Regions from separate parts of the Zea mays genome. Here all the other regions are linked to region 2. Evidence: chromatin contacts called from public Hi-C data. All regions are on one chromosome and are shown on one strand. Each heading gives the region's core, a stretch centred on a gene start, on an enhancer-like site or on the middle of the called end of the contact. The rest is flanking DNA. Distances are from core to core; before and after follow the strand shown.

Region 1 (4,316 bases), core at 1,391-3,890, 270 kb after region 2:
TGGCACTACCACCACAGCATGCAGATACAGCGAATTGTTCCCATTTCTGAAATACGGAGAACAGCCTTCACAGAAAAACACAGCCAATGCTACATACATCGGACTGCAGTGTACAACAGAACAGCCTTCACAGATTTACTCTTGTTTACATTTTGGAAGCTAACTTAATTACAAGGTGAACTGACAAAATAACAAACCTTGCATAACTTTGTGTACCTAAAAAGTTACATGAAGAATATCTGTACAGAAACTTATGTTACACAGCCACACCAGTATCAAAAAATAGTGGGCATGCTATCTAACAGTTACAGGCTTATGTTTTAGACAAAGGCCGATATGTTACAATTCTTTGCTAAAACAATGCCAACTAGCTACAGAAAGTATCAATCGAACCTAAAGACCTATACAAATGAAGTTACATAAAGGCCAGTACAAAAAAATTTACATGGCAATGTTGTGGACGCTTTTGTCCTAACCTACCACAACAGACAATGTCGCTATGCCACATCACTACCTTACAGAACAACTCAAGAGTTACATTCCAAAACAAACAAGAGATCAGATCAAGCATAACTTACATCTCAAATTATTGCTACAACAGACCGCGGAGATATATGCAGTGAAAGCCATCACAGCTACAAGCAGTAAGCAGTTGATGGTTGTTACTGAACAATGCCTGGGTGCAAAGAGGTCGCTGCCCTGGAACGTCATAGCCTCTACACTAGATGTAGCTCAGCCAGCTACACTATTGAGCAGTCATCCGTCTACGTTTAGAATGGTCAGCTTCCCTGGACCTGCTGCGTTTCCCAGATGACCTCCCCCTGTCCCAGTCTTCATTACGCTCTGAATCACGGTCCCTGTGCCTGTGATGATCACCATAACGATCTCTGTCATCCCTGTGTCTGTCCCTATCTCTGTCTCGGTCTCTCTCTCTGTCACGATCTCTTTCCCTGTCTCTGTCATAGTTGCGATCTCTCTCTCGGCCCATGTCACGCTCATTCCGGTGCCTCCTCTCCGGCTGCTCCTGTTGAGGGTGCATATCTTTCTCTCTGTCCAGCCTCTTCTCTGGTGCACCAGACCATTCCCTATCCGGTGGCCTCTCCTTCCCATGGCCTCCCCCTTCCCCATATTGATGGTCAGACACTGCATTATCCCCATAATTTGATTGTTCTTCCACACCCCAAGCCCCCATGCCGGGATCAGGCCACATCCCCACCCCACCAGCCCCCATCGCACCACGACCAAAGAAGGCCGGGTTTATGTGTGGTGCAACAACTGGAGGAAATGGCTGCATCATCCCAGGAAACGGCCCAGCACCTGGTCCAACAGGGAAGTTACCAAACCCACCACCCATCCTTCCCATGGCGCCATAACCAGGATCAAACCCCTGCCCCAGCATGCCTCCCTGAGGCAGCATTGGGGGTGGCGGCGCAACCATGCCATTCCCGATTCCACGGCCAACTGCCGGACCCATTCTGTTGTTCCTCATATTACCAATAGGGCCTCTACCACCACCACCTCTACCCCAGTTCCCACCACCGCCTCCTGATACAGCACCTCCACGTCCGCCACTGTAATTACCACCGGCATGAGGCATTCCGAAACCACCACCCCCTCTACCACCCTTTGGTTGCAGTGATGATGTCTGTACAGCCAAGGCCTGCTGGGACTTCGCCTGCGCCTCGCCCATGCGACGCACAGTGTTGGGAGATGCGAATGCCACAACACATGGACGGCCATTAAAAGAGTGGCCGTTCATGCCCTCCTTGCAGGAAGCAGCGGCACCAGGGTCGTAGAAGTCGACCTGGCAGTACCCCTTGGACTTGCCGCTGGCCTTCTCGTCGAAGAACCTCACCTCCTTCACCGTCCCATACTTGCTGAGCTCAGCCTCCAGATCAGCGTCGGTAGTCCACCAGTGGAGGTCGCCGACGAACAGCGTCGTGCCGCCGGAGACATCGCCCCCGCCAAAGCCGGCTCCGTTGGCGACAACGACAGGACCACCGCTGTAGTTCCCTCCAGGACGGTGGAACCCGTCGCCCTGGTGGTGCTGAGGCGGCAGAAGCACGGACGCGGATGGGGGATGAGAAGGTGGCGGCGGGAGATTCGTCTGAGGCGGCGGCTGACTCGGACCCGGCGCTGCAACAGCAGGCGCGTAGGCCTTCTGCTGGGGCGGAGCATGCGGCGGCGGCGGCGGGAGAGAATGAGGCGGGGCCTGTAGCGGCTGCGACAGGGGCGGAGGAGGGAGCTGCTGCTGGTGGTGGTGATTCTGCTGCGCGGGCGTTGGAGGGAGCTGCTGGTGGTGATTCTGCTGCGCGGGCGTTGGAGGGAGCTGCTGCTGGTGGTGGTGGTGATTCTGCTGCGCGGGCGGCGGCGGCGGATGGGCGTTGCGGAGGAAGACGTCGCCGACGTTGACGTCGTTGTAGAGCTCGTCGAAATCGTCGTCCTCTCCGTAGTACTGGTCGACGTCCTGCACGGCGGAGATGGCCTCGTTCCGGTGGAACGCCGGGTCGCCGTCTCGGTCCATGGCGACTAGGGTTAGGGAATAGATTGGGGGTGGGTGGGGAAGAAGCTGAGCAAGAAGATGGAAAATAATATTTAGTATATATAGTAAAAGAAATAGAAATTGGAGCCGGAGACCGAAGAGCCCACTTGCGGCTTCTCGAGTCTCGACTTCTGGAGCACTCGCGCTCGTCCCGGTCCCGCACGAGCGCGCGCCGTGGGCCCAAGCGACGGCAGATGGATGATGGGTTAGGCCTTTATTTCTTACTAGGTCAGTACTCGTGCGTTGCAACGGGAACATATAATACCATGATAACTTATATACAAAATGTGTCTTATATTGTTATAAGAAAATATTTCATAATCCATTTGTGATTCTAGCCATACATAAATTTTGTTATTTTAATTTAGTTGTTTCACTACTACATTGCAACCATCAGTATCATGCAGACTTCGATATATGTCATGATTTGCATGGTCTCATTATTAGAGAGCACGTGCCACACCTGCCGATAGAAGTTCCGTCGTACATCGTTAGTCATCAGGCACGCACCACCATACACGCTTGCTTAAACAAAAAATGCAAGTGTGTGTTTGCGAAGAGAATTAAAGGCAGACCGGCACAAAAGGTACTGTGGGGGATGGATATCCCCCGGGTCCACTAAAAGAGTAAAAGACCTCACGAAAGGCCCAAGGGCCCAATAAATCGTAAGGTCATTCTTTCGTGGGCCTGGGGAGAGACGACCAGCAAAGCAGAGCGACATGAGGCCAGATTGATGCAAACCTGGATGGCCCACAACGTCGAGCGAGTGATCGCAACAGAGATCCGACTTTCCCGCGCTGGAGCCCCCATGCAGCGGAGCCATGCGAGGATAAGTCGGCAGGATTACATGGAGATAAACTCAATCAGTTCACTATCTTTTAGCTACTCGTTGTTATCATATCCACTTGTATTGCCCCACGGTCGAGTATATAAGGCCTAGGGGGCACCCCTTCAGAACGATCGACCCTATTACTTAGCCACCCACGTCAATTCTCTACATTCTCAATCCAGAGAACTCTCTTGTAACCACATTCACCAAGCATACTCACCAGGACGTAGGGTGTTACACATCTCTAAGCGGCCCGAAACTGTAAACCTTGTCCACTGTTCCTCGTGCAATCGGCACGAACCATTTTGCTACAGTTGTCGACACCGTCCTACTCCTAAAAACACCTTGAAGGGCAACCCCGGGTGTGCGGTCGGACCCAAAACACCGACAGCTGGCGCGCCAGGTAGGGGCTGTGTCGACGATCCAAGCTAGCTCAATGGCCGTCACCTTCTACAACAAGATCACCCTGCGTCCCGGATCCATATTCTGCTTCGGAACAATCTCATCCGTAGCGGATGAAGAGGGAATTCTACACCGTATCGCGGATCCGCCGGAAAAGAAGTCTCCTCCAACGAACTCCGAAAATGCCGAAGAAACGCAACCTCTAGCTCTTCGGAAAAAGATCGTCTCCGGAAAGTCGGGGGCCGAAGGCTTGCTGACCCGGAAAACTCCACTGTCTACTTCCCCGACAAAAGAATGGACACAGATCGCGAGGAAGAAGGAGACCAGGGAGAAGCAAGTTGTTCTTTCCGTTCCTCCGACCTCAAAGGAGAACGGAAAGAAGGTCGCCACGACAGCAGCACCATTCTACCCCGACGTCCTCTTCATCGGGAGAGTGGAGTCGCCTACCGTCTCCGACGACGAGCCGACCGCACCCGGAGAAGAACCGCCTCAACGAGAATCCCGCCGACGGAGGAATCGGCGCAGGAACGTTCGACGACATCA
Region 2 (4,208 bases), core at 117-2,616:
TGTTCCCTTTGGATGAACAGAACATATTATAGGCGTAGATATTTGTGATGCAGCACATGCGCATGCGCATGCACAGAATTTAGGTTCACTGGAATCCTGTGCGACAAGCATCTCAATGAATGGGATAGGATGTTGGTGGTTCGGTTCAAGACAAGATTGTTTGATACACATATACTGAAACTTGTCTGATACTGATACAGGCTCTGCTTCTGATGCTGTACGTACTGAAATAGATTGCAGCATATGCAGTCCATTAATCAGTTTTTTTTTTTTAAAAAAAACCGCACGGTTCCACTTCCATCTTATGGCTGTCGCTCTCGTTCTTTCATTGTCGTTTTTCCACTGCTGATGTTGCCCCGTTAGCCAATGTTTGTAGTAATACCATGATAGGAGTATCCTCGTTAACTTATCCTTATCCTTAATTAGGGTACCAAAACTCCCTAGATAGAACAGAATTAGCTTGATCATCACACATGCATGTTCTTATTAGTTATCGAGATATAAATAATTAACTCCTCTCGACTAAAAACTGGGTCGCCCGGGCGGATGATAATTAATTAACTCCATCTTCTTGGTCATTCAGCAATACGACTTGCATGGCTCGGCCGCCTCCGATAACGAGCCCTTCTCCGCCTGCAGCAGCTGCTCGAGCTTCTTCGTCAGCTCGGCCTTCTCTTCCCTCAGCCTGGCGCTCTCCCGGCGGGCGTCGGCGCAGCTCCTGAGCGCGCGGTTGAGGTCGTCGAGGAGGCGGCGGTTGGCGCCGCGGAGGTGCGAGACCTGCGCCCACAGCTCGCTGAGCTGCCGCTGCTTGCGCATGCGCGACCGCCGCGCCGACTCCCGGTTCGACACCATCCGCCGGCGCCGGCGCTCCTCGTCGGCCGCCATAATCACAGCAGCGTCCAGCAGCTGGTCGGAGTCCGACAAGCCGCCATTGTTGCTGCCGGTGAGGTGGCAGCGGGCTGCGGCTGCGGCATCTGCTTCCGGGACGACGACGATGGTGTCAAGCTCATCAAAACAGGCCGCGTCACCGCCGTCGATGGCTGCAAGGGTAGCGTCGTCGTCTTGGAAGTAGGATGGAGGCGGCAGTGCCATGTTCATGTGGTGGTGCGCCGCGAAGGACGTCGAGACGTTCGGAGGGGACAGGAAGCGGAGGCTAGCCACCTCGCCATGGAAATGGTGGTGGTACATGATTATTGCTCTCTCTTCTAGTCTTGCTCGACGGGGTTCTCTTCTTCTTTGCTAGTTAGTGCTTATATTACTTGCTTGCTTGTGATGCTTTGGTTTGGTTTGGTTTGCTAGGCCTGGGTTGGTGAGGCCCCTTTTATAGTCAGGCACACAGCTCTATACTCTCATCCCGTCTGAGACTTGGAGAGAAGACTTCGCTATGGTCCACCATATTATAGCTGTGCATGCATTTTTATATTCTAACCATTTTTCTCTCTCTCTCTCTTTTTTAGTTTTGAGAATCTTGTGGATCGATCGAGTAGAGTTTGGTGGCATGTGCTTGGCTTAAATTTGTAAGTAGATCCTTTCTCCTGTTCCTGTACGTACACAACACTTAGCTTGTTATCCTATTTTCAATTCCCAAGAGAATACTCCTATTTAACTTGCCTTTTTTTGTATTCTCCTGCTTTCGGTTACCACTTTTAACTTGTCGAGTAAAGATTATTATTAATTGCACGCATGTAGGGCGTAATTTATGCAGAAATCTTTTGCTGGGAGGGTGCACTACTTTATATATGGTGACTGGCACACATACAGTGACATCAAAGCTAATCGGATGTGGCGCTCTGTCCTTGTTCATCGATCATATACAGCGAGGGAGGGAGGGAGGGAGTCGTATGCAAAGCAATGTCCATTAATTATATTTGCCCACAGATTAAAGTTGCTCGCATTATTTGTGGCTGAGACTGCCAAAAAGAGGAGGAGGAGGAGGAAGGTGGTGACGCCATCCAAGTGGCCGCTCGATCGGTGCAAAGGTTGAAAGCTAATAGGCAGGGGGGGCCATGAAGCTTTTCGCTGATTGAGGTTCTTGTCCATTCTCCTACAAACATTGTTAGGCCATACTCGAATTATGGATAATCTATACCATCGTATAATCCACCGATTTAAATTTTGAAATTTCCACCTAACAAAATCACTCCTACACATATAGCCTCTATTAAATCCATCAAACGAATTACACACCATCAAAACAAACGGTTCAAATCACTGGATAATTCTCTCTCATTTACTCACTTAAATTTAATAGACAATATTATTTAGATAATCCTCATCTCTCATCCCCACGATCCCGCCACCCCTATCGTTACCACAAGTTATATGCTACTAGAGATTAAAGAGTAATATGTACACTCACTCTGATTTAAAATAATAGCTATGGAAGGGGTACTCTGGCTATCTATCTATGACCACGAATTATATTAACACTAGTAGCTCATCTCATTGAGTTACTAATTATACAGAGCTTCATTGTTGAATTTGGCCGGTTTACTAATTTGTACGAAAGCATAATTTAGATGCGTTTTTGTGTGTGTATATATATTCCTATATATTAAACCAGGGACCCTAGCTTGCAAACTAGCTAGGCCACGTCATTCAGAATTCCTTTACTTCGTCTTATTGCTTCTCCACAATGCAAATCCTGCCATCCAGCTGTTGTTCACTGCCCCGTCTTATTTGCCGTCCTTGGGAGCCTCACGTTCTCTAGAATGTTGCTCAGCTGACGAACACGACAGGCAGCCTCATCGTCTTCGCATTCTTCCTGGCGACCGTTCTGAAGGTAATACTCATTCTTTCTCCCCCCTTTCACTCCCTTGATCCCTTCCCAATGTCGCATAATCGCGTTGGTCATCCGGCTACGCTATGGTCGCTGGTTATTCACCATGAGCTCAAGAAAATAGTAGTTGTTCCCGTCGGCTCTCCCGCGTCTTGACGAGATAGCGGTTGTGGCCACCCCTGCCTCGCTAGCTCCGATCTGTCCGATCCTCGGTGTGGCTCCTACTCCCATAATCTGGCCCTCATTCTCCTGCGCCGCCGGTCCTCGTCGCGGACGAGCAGGCTACTGCACCGCGCTTTCTGGGTACGACAGAAGGCTTGCGAGAGCGTCCGATCATTGGTGTGGCTCCTGCTCCTGCTGTCCGGTCCTCACTTCCCTGTGCCACCATTCCTCATCGCGGATGAGAAGGTCATGGCGTCGCGCTTTCTATAGACGTCCAGCGGATGTCATTTTTTTTCTGGATGTTTGCCAACGAGATCAGTGTTTATCCACACGAGAAATAAATGGAAAATGATAAGAGATTCGTACGCGCGTCATCATTGAATAGATAGATGGCAAAATATTTTCTATAAAAAATAGAACATGAAGCAAATGGAGTAGAAATGCATGAAGGTTATGGCAGCACTGCGGATCCACTGAGTATTGTTTTAGGTATCTACAAATTTTATCTTACTGTATTTTCAGAAACAACTCTATACCATTCAACTATGTCAAAATCCTTTTTTATTTATTTAATTAATTAATTTGTTTGTCGTTACGCCAATAGCTGGCTCCGATCATAGAACATCAATGATTCATAAATAAAAATGCAATGATATACTATATGCACGTTTCTGCTAATTAAAGAATATACAAGATTTGTAACCATGCATGAACAAGTCAAGAAGCTTGCAATTGGCTAGCTTTCTCCTTCCTCGCTTAATTTGGAACCCCCAAGACGACTTAAATTCATTCAATCATACACATGAACATTGTTTAACTGCATAGTGCAGACTGAAACATTCTACAGAGTCCAAACTGGTTAAAATTCACATATATGCAACCAACTGTATCGACGTTTCTTAAAAAAATGTGCATACTACCTTGCATTGAGTTCTTGTTCAATCATTCACATATATGCAACCAGATGTATCGACGTTTCTTAAAAAAATGTGCATACTTCCTTGAATTGAGTTCTTTTTCAATGTTACATACCATGTTTCTTGATTGGTCAAAGATACTTACTACTTCTTCTCATTATTTTTTTTTCTCAAATGTTCATAATTATGCAGGTATAAGCTAAACATATGATGGAACCGCTAAAGCAACTATGTTCTACTTTGAAACTATCGCTACGAATAGTGTTAGAAAATTATCTATATTGCTATTAGCATCTACATCAAATTCAGTGACAGCTCCATAAAAAATTGCAGCTATTGTCTTCCTCAAA
Region 3 (4,211 bases), core at 485-2,984, 280 kb before region 2:
TGAGAGATTGCACTGCGTACATCTGCCTACATCGACTGTGTACGACTACATCGAACATATACACAAGATGTCTTATGTGAATGGAGCCACTGATGTCTTGAGCATCGGTTTCCTCCGCATGATACACTTTGTTCTTCGTATTTGTGCATGTTTACTGTTGTTTACTGATTATGTGAGTAGTGATACATACATGCACATACATGTTGTCACACACTGGTTTTCTGGATTAAATTAAAACTGATAATGCTTAATTCTCTAACAGGATTGTTGTTATTTTCTGATCGCAGGAGATTATAAGAGGCTAAAACTTTTTGTTTCCATTATAAAAAACCCTGCTTGGTTAAGCTATAGCTGTTGAAAGATTTGTCGTGAGCTAGGGACTTTAGAAAAGCTGGTGTAGTTTATGAATTTTGAAGAAGGCATTTTTGTTGCACACATGTACCGTTTTGGAAAAGTAGTTATCCGTGAATCTCATGTGTCAATCAACTCAACCTGTCAATCTGTCTTTGTCCCTCTCTCTTGTATTCTCCATCTCTGCCTAGTTCTTTTCTAAGAAAATCCTTTCAATGCCATTCAAATTTATATCAATTCCTTCAATGCCATCAGAATTTATAGCTTCCCTTTAATATCATCAAATTTAAATTTTAATCTCTTGAATATCATTACCGTTAGTTTGGAGCTAATGCTGTTAGTTCAATTTAAAGTCAATCTCTTCAATGCCACTAAAATCTATACTGATCCCTTCAATGCCACTAGAAATTGATTCGATCTATTTAGGGTTTAAAAATTTCAAAACCAAAAAAATATAGATCAGATTTTTAAAATTCCACGATTTTTAAAAACTTCAGTCCATACTTAAGTTTTTTTAAAAACAAACTGATATAGCGAAGTAATTTTGGGGGTTTACAAAAAAGTATATACTTAAGTTTTTAAAAATAGTGGAATTTTAAAAATCTGATCCATATTTTTTGATTTTAGAATTTTAAACCCTAAATATATTGAACCAATTTCTAGTAGCATTGAAGGGATCAATATAGATTTTAATGGCATTGAAGAGATTGACTTTAAATTGAACTAACGACGTTAACTTTAAACTAACGATAATGGTATTAAAGTTTAAATTCGATGGCATTAAAGGGAAGCTATAAATTCTGATGGCATTGAATAGATTGGTATAAGTTTGGATGATATTGAAGGAATTTTGTCTTCTTTTTTCGTCTTGAAACGCTGTCTGTTGTAGAGGGTAGGGGGCTTGCGCTCGCGGGGGGTTGTGCAGTTGTGCTCACCTTCGAGGATAGGAGAGGACAGAGACAGAGGCAAGGGGATGCATATGCACGTGTGCCGAAGGTGAGGTGCTTGTGAGCTTGTCGACACGGCCTTCTCGAGTTCTTTGCGTGGAGGACAGTGATAAATTTCCAAAGTTTCCTACCTCTGCAACTACAATCGCTGAAAGACAGCGAGAGCTTGTATGCCAGAGGAAAAGTAGCTTTTAGGACAAAGTAGCTAGTATGAATTAACATGTCCTTGTTTTTTTTTGTTTTGTAAAAGCAGATTGCGAAGCCTAATTGAGCTGTAGAAGTAGCAGGCCTCTCTCCCGCTGTCCTTCCAAAGTTGGGCCGGCGCCACCACCCAACACCGGCCTGGCCTTCTATGGTTTCAGAGTCCACCGATCCTTTCCGCGTCTCGTTTGCGTGCGAGTGAACCTGGCAGTCTGGCACTGGTACTGGTAGGTGGTAGCCACCGCGCCCGCGCGCCGCTCGCGTCCACGTGAACCGCACCGCCGCCACCACCCGCCGCCGCCCGCCCGTCCGATGGCACATCCAGCCCCCACCGCCCAGAAAAAACCTAACCGCCCACCACCCATACCCAGCCCCCGCCTTATCCTCCTCCACCGCCGCCGCCCCCGCCCCCCAACTACTCGTCCTCACCCCCACCCTTATCGCCGCCCGCCCCCAGATCTAGATCTGAGCCTCCCGTGACCGAGGCCGCGGGTAGACAGGCATACGATGGCCGAGGAGCCTCCCCCGCCGCCGCTAGCGAGGAAGAGCGCGCCGGCGCAGCCCTGGTCGCACGTCGAGACCACGCACCTCATCGACGCGTACGAGGAGCGCTGGACGGCGCTGCGCCGCGGCCAGCTCAAGGCGCACCAGTGGGAGGAGGTGGCGGCCGAGGTCGCCGCCCGCTGCGCTGCCACCCCTGGGGTCGTCGCCCAGCGCAAGACGGGCACCCAGTGCCGCCACAAGCTCGAGAAGCTCCGCAAGCGCTACCGCACCGAGGGCGCCCGCCCCGTCACCTCGCTCTGGCCCTACTTCCGCCGCATGGATCGCCTCGAACGGGGGCCACTCGCCGTCGCGTCTTCCGCCTACCCGGCCGCGACTGGTTCTCCGCCTGCCGCCGACGGCGACGAAGAAGGAGAGGAGGAAGAAGAGGAGGTGGAGGAAGAGGAAGAGGAAGAAGACGTGCAGGAGGAAAACGAGGAGGAGGAAGAACTCGCCCCACGCAACAACAACACCCGGAGCATCAACGGCATCATCCGGGAATTCGGCACCGGCCTTGCCCCGCGCCACCCGCAGCTGCAGCTCCACCCGCCGCCGCCTTCCATCACGCCGTCCATCGCGCCCCCGCGCAAGAGGGTGGCCTATGAGGCGTTCCAGGCCAAAGCCGCCGCCGCGGCGGTCAAGGCCAAGGACGACGAAGAGGAGGCCATGGAGATGGCCCGCCGCCGCGGCTCCTCTGGGCGGCCCGTCGCACAGCTGTCGGCTGTGCTGAGGGATTTCGGCGAGGGTGTCATGCGGCTGGAGAGGCGGCGCATGGAGGTGCAGTGGGAGATCGAGCGAGGGTGGCAGGAGGCGGACGCCCGCCACGCCAGGATGCTGCAGGACGCTCAGCGCCAGCTCCGTGACACGGTCGCCGGCGCCTGTGCCTTGCCGCCCAAGAAGGCCAGGAGGGACCATGGAGACTCCTAGCAGCAATTGGCACCTTGGATTGTTAGTTATGCCTTTTCTGATGCTGTTGCTAGCAGGGAAGGCATCCCATCCCAATTGGATTGTACTCCTAGTAGGGCTAGTCAGTTCAGTTGGTATATGGTGGTAGGACTGATTTGCAGTAGCATCTTCTCCTAACCTATGTTTTATGACTTTATTTATGTCGTGTGAATGGTGGCGGTGCAGCAGGCTAATGCAGTGAAGTTGCTGGGTTTTGGTAGTGCGGGTGTCTGCATTGTGTTCACTTGTTAATTCCAATTTTATTTTTTGTGATTAGCATATGCTCATGAGTGCTAAAAAAACTTAGTGCATTTGATTGTCACTGAATTTGATTGCCTTCATAGCCGATATCATTGTGATATAATTTTAGGCCAGACGATAGTTTTTTTAGGGCAGCTGTGGGTGCCTAGGGGCTACATTCGCGGGGGACTGTTCGGGCATCGCTACTTTGCGAGTGAAAAGCTCTCGAGACTCTTCGAGTCTGCCCCGGGCTTTGAGGTGGACAACAGCACCTTCACGGAGGTCCTAATCAGGGCCACATTCTACCCCAAGTTCGAAAACGATAAATCCAATCAGGTGAGAATTTGGCAGCACCAAAAATGTTGTTTAGTTTTGCCGGTTAATATTGTACTGTAGCTGCTTAGCTCTTGTTAACTTCAATTGGGTCATAATTACTTCTGCTAATGAAGAAATGTTTAATGAACCCACTGTGCAGTAAATCCTTGGGGTCTTAGATTGTTCTAGCTTCTTTGGCTTTCTGTTATTGCAGTTTAGTAAGTGGAATAAAAAAAGTTTAATTAAGCTTACCCTTGATTTTAGTGATGACAGACAAGGACCAGAATGATTTAGATGGTGTCCCATTCCCATGTGCTTGCAAACTTTGGGGTATGTATCACATATTGGTTTTTCTTTAAAATAAAAAATGGGTGTTTATTTGTGTGAGGTAATCAGTGATTATGATGATCACTTCCCTCATGTTAGACTCAAGCATTCTGGTTCCCTCTTCATGTATGTTGGTCACCATGGTGGTTCATATGCGAAGAACAGCTTCGGGAATGTGTATGTTGCATTAATCTCTGCTGATTATTGTATGATAAGTATTTGCTATGCCTGAAGCTTCATGTTTTCTTATGATGCTCTTTGTTCTAGGCAGTCTACAGGCTGTCGTTGAGAAAATTCTATGCTAGATATATGTTTTTAGGAGTAGAAAGGCTAGGTCAGTTGCTT

Evidence for each region. A called contact is a pair of places that touch in the nucleus more often than the background predicts.
Region 1: a contact with region 2 is called in a Hi-C map of endosperm, with 1.8 times the contacts expected there. The contact joins the promoter of LOC103641415 here to the promoter of LOC100286290 in region 2. A contact is called at or near these places in 2 of 25 Hi-C or Micro-C datasets (endosperm and leaf).
Region 3: a contact with region 2 is called in a Hi-C map of endosperm, with 2.5 times the contacts expected there. The contact joins the promoter of LOC100279405 here to the promoter of LOC100286290 in region 2. A contact is called at or near these places in 3 of 25 Hi-C or Micro-C datasets (bundle sheath, ear and endosperm).

The regions. Positions count from the first base shown.
Region 1 is chr1:186,963,306-186,967,621 of Zm-B73-REFERENCE-NAM-5.0, forward strand. It overlaps LOC103641415 (cleavage and polyadenylation specificity factor subunit 6), which reads right to left and starts at 2,641. Exons shown (of 2, transcript XM_008664770.4): 1 at 579-2,641. The coding sequence starts at 2,524. The coding sequence ends at 746.
Region 2 is chr1:186,693,998-186,698,205 of Zm-B73-REFERENCE-NAM-5.0, forward strand. It overlaps LOC100286290, which reads right to left and starts at 1,367. Exons shown (of 1, transcript NM_001159177.2): 1 at 461-1,367. The coding sequence starts at 1,188. The coding sequence ends at 580.
Region 3 is chr1:186,417,984-186,422,194 of Zm-B73-REFERENCE-NAM-5.0, forward strand. It overlaps LOC100279405, which reads left to right and starts at 1,735. Exons shown (of 1, transcript NM_001152417.2): 1 at 1,735-3,286. The coding sequence starts at 2,007. The coding sequence ends at 2,966.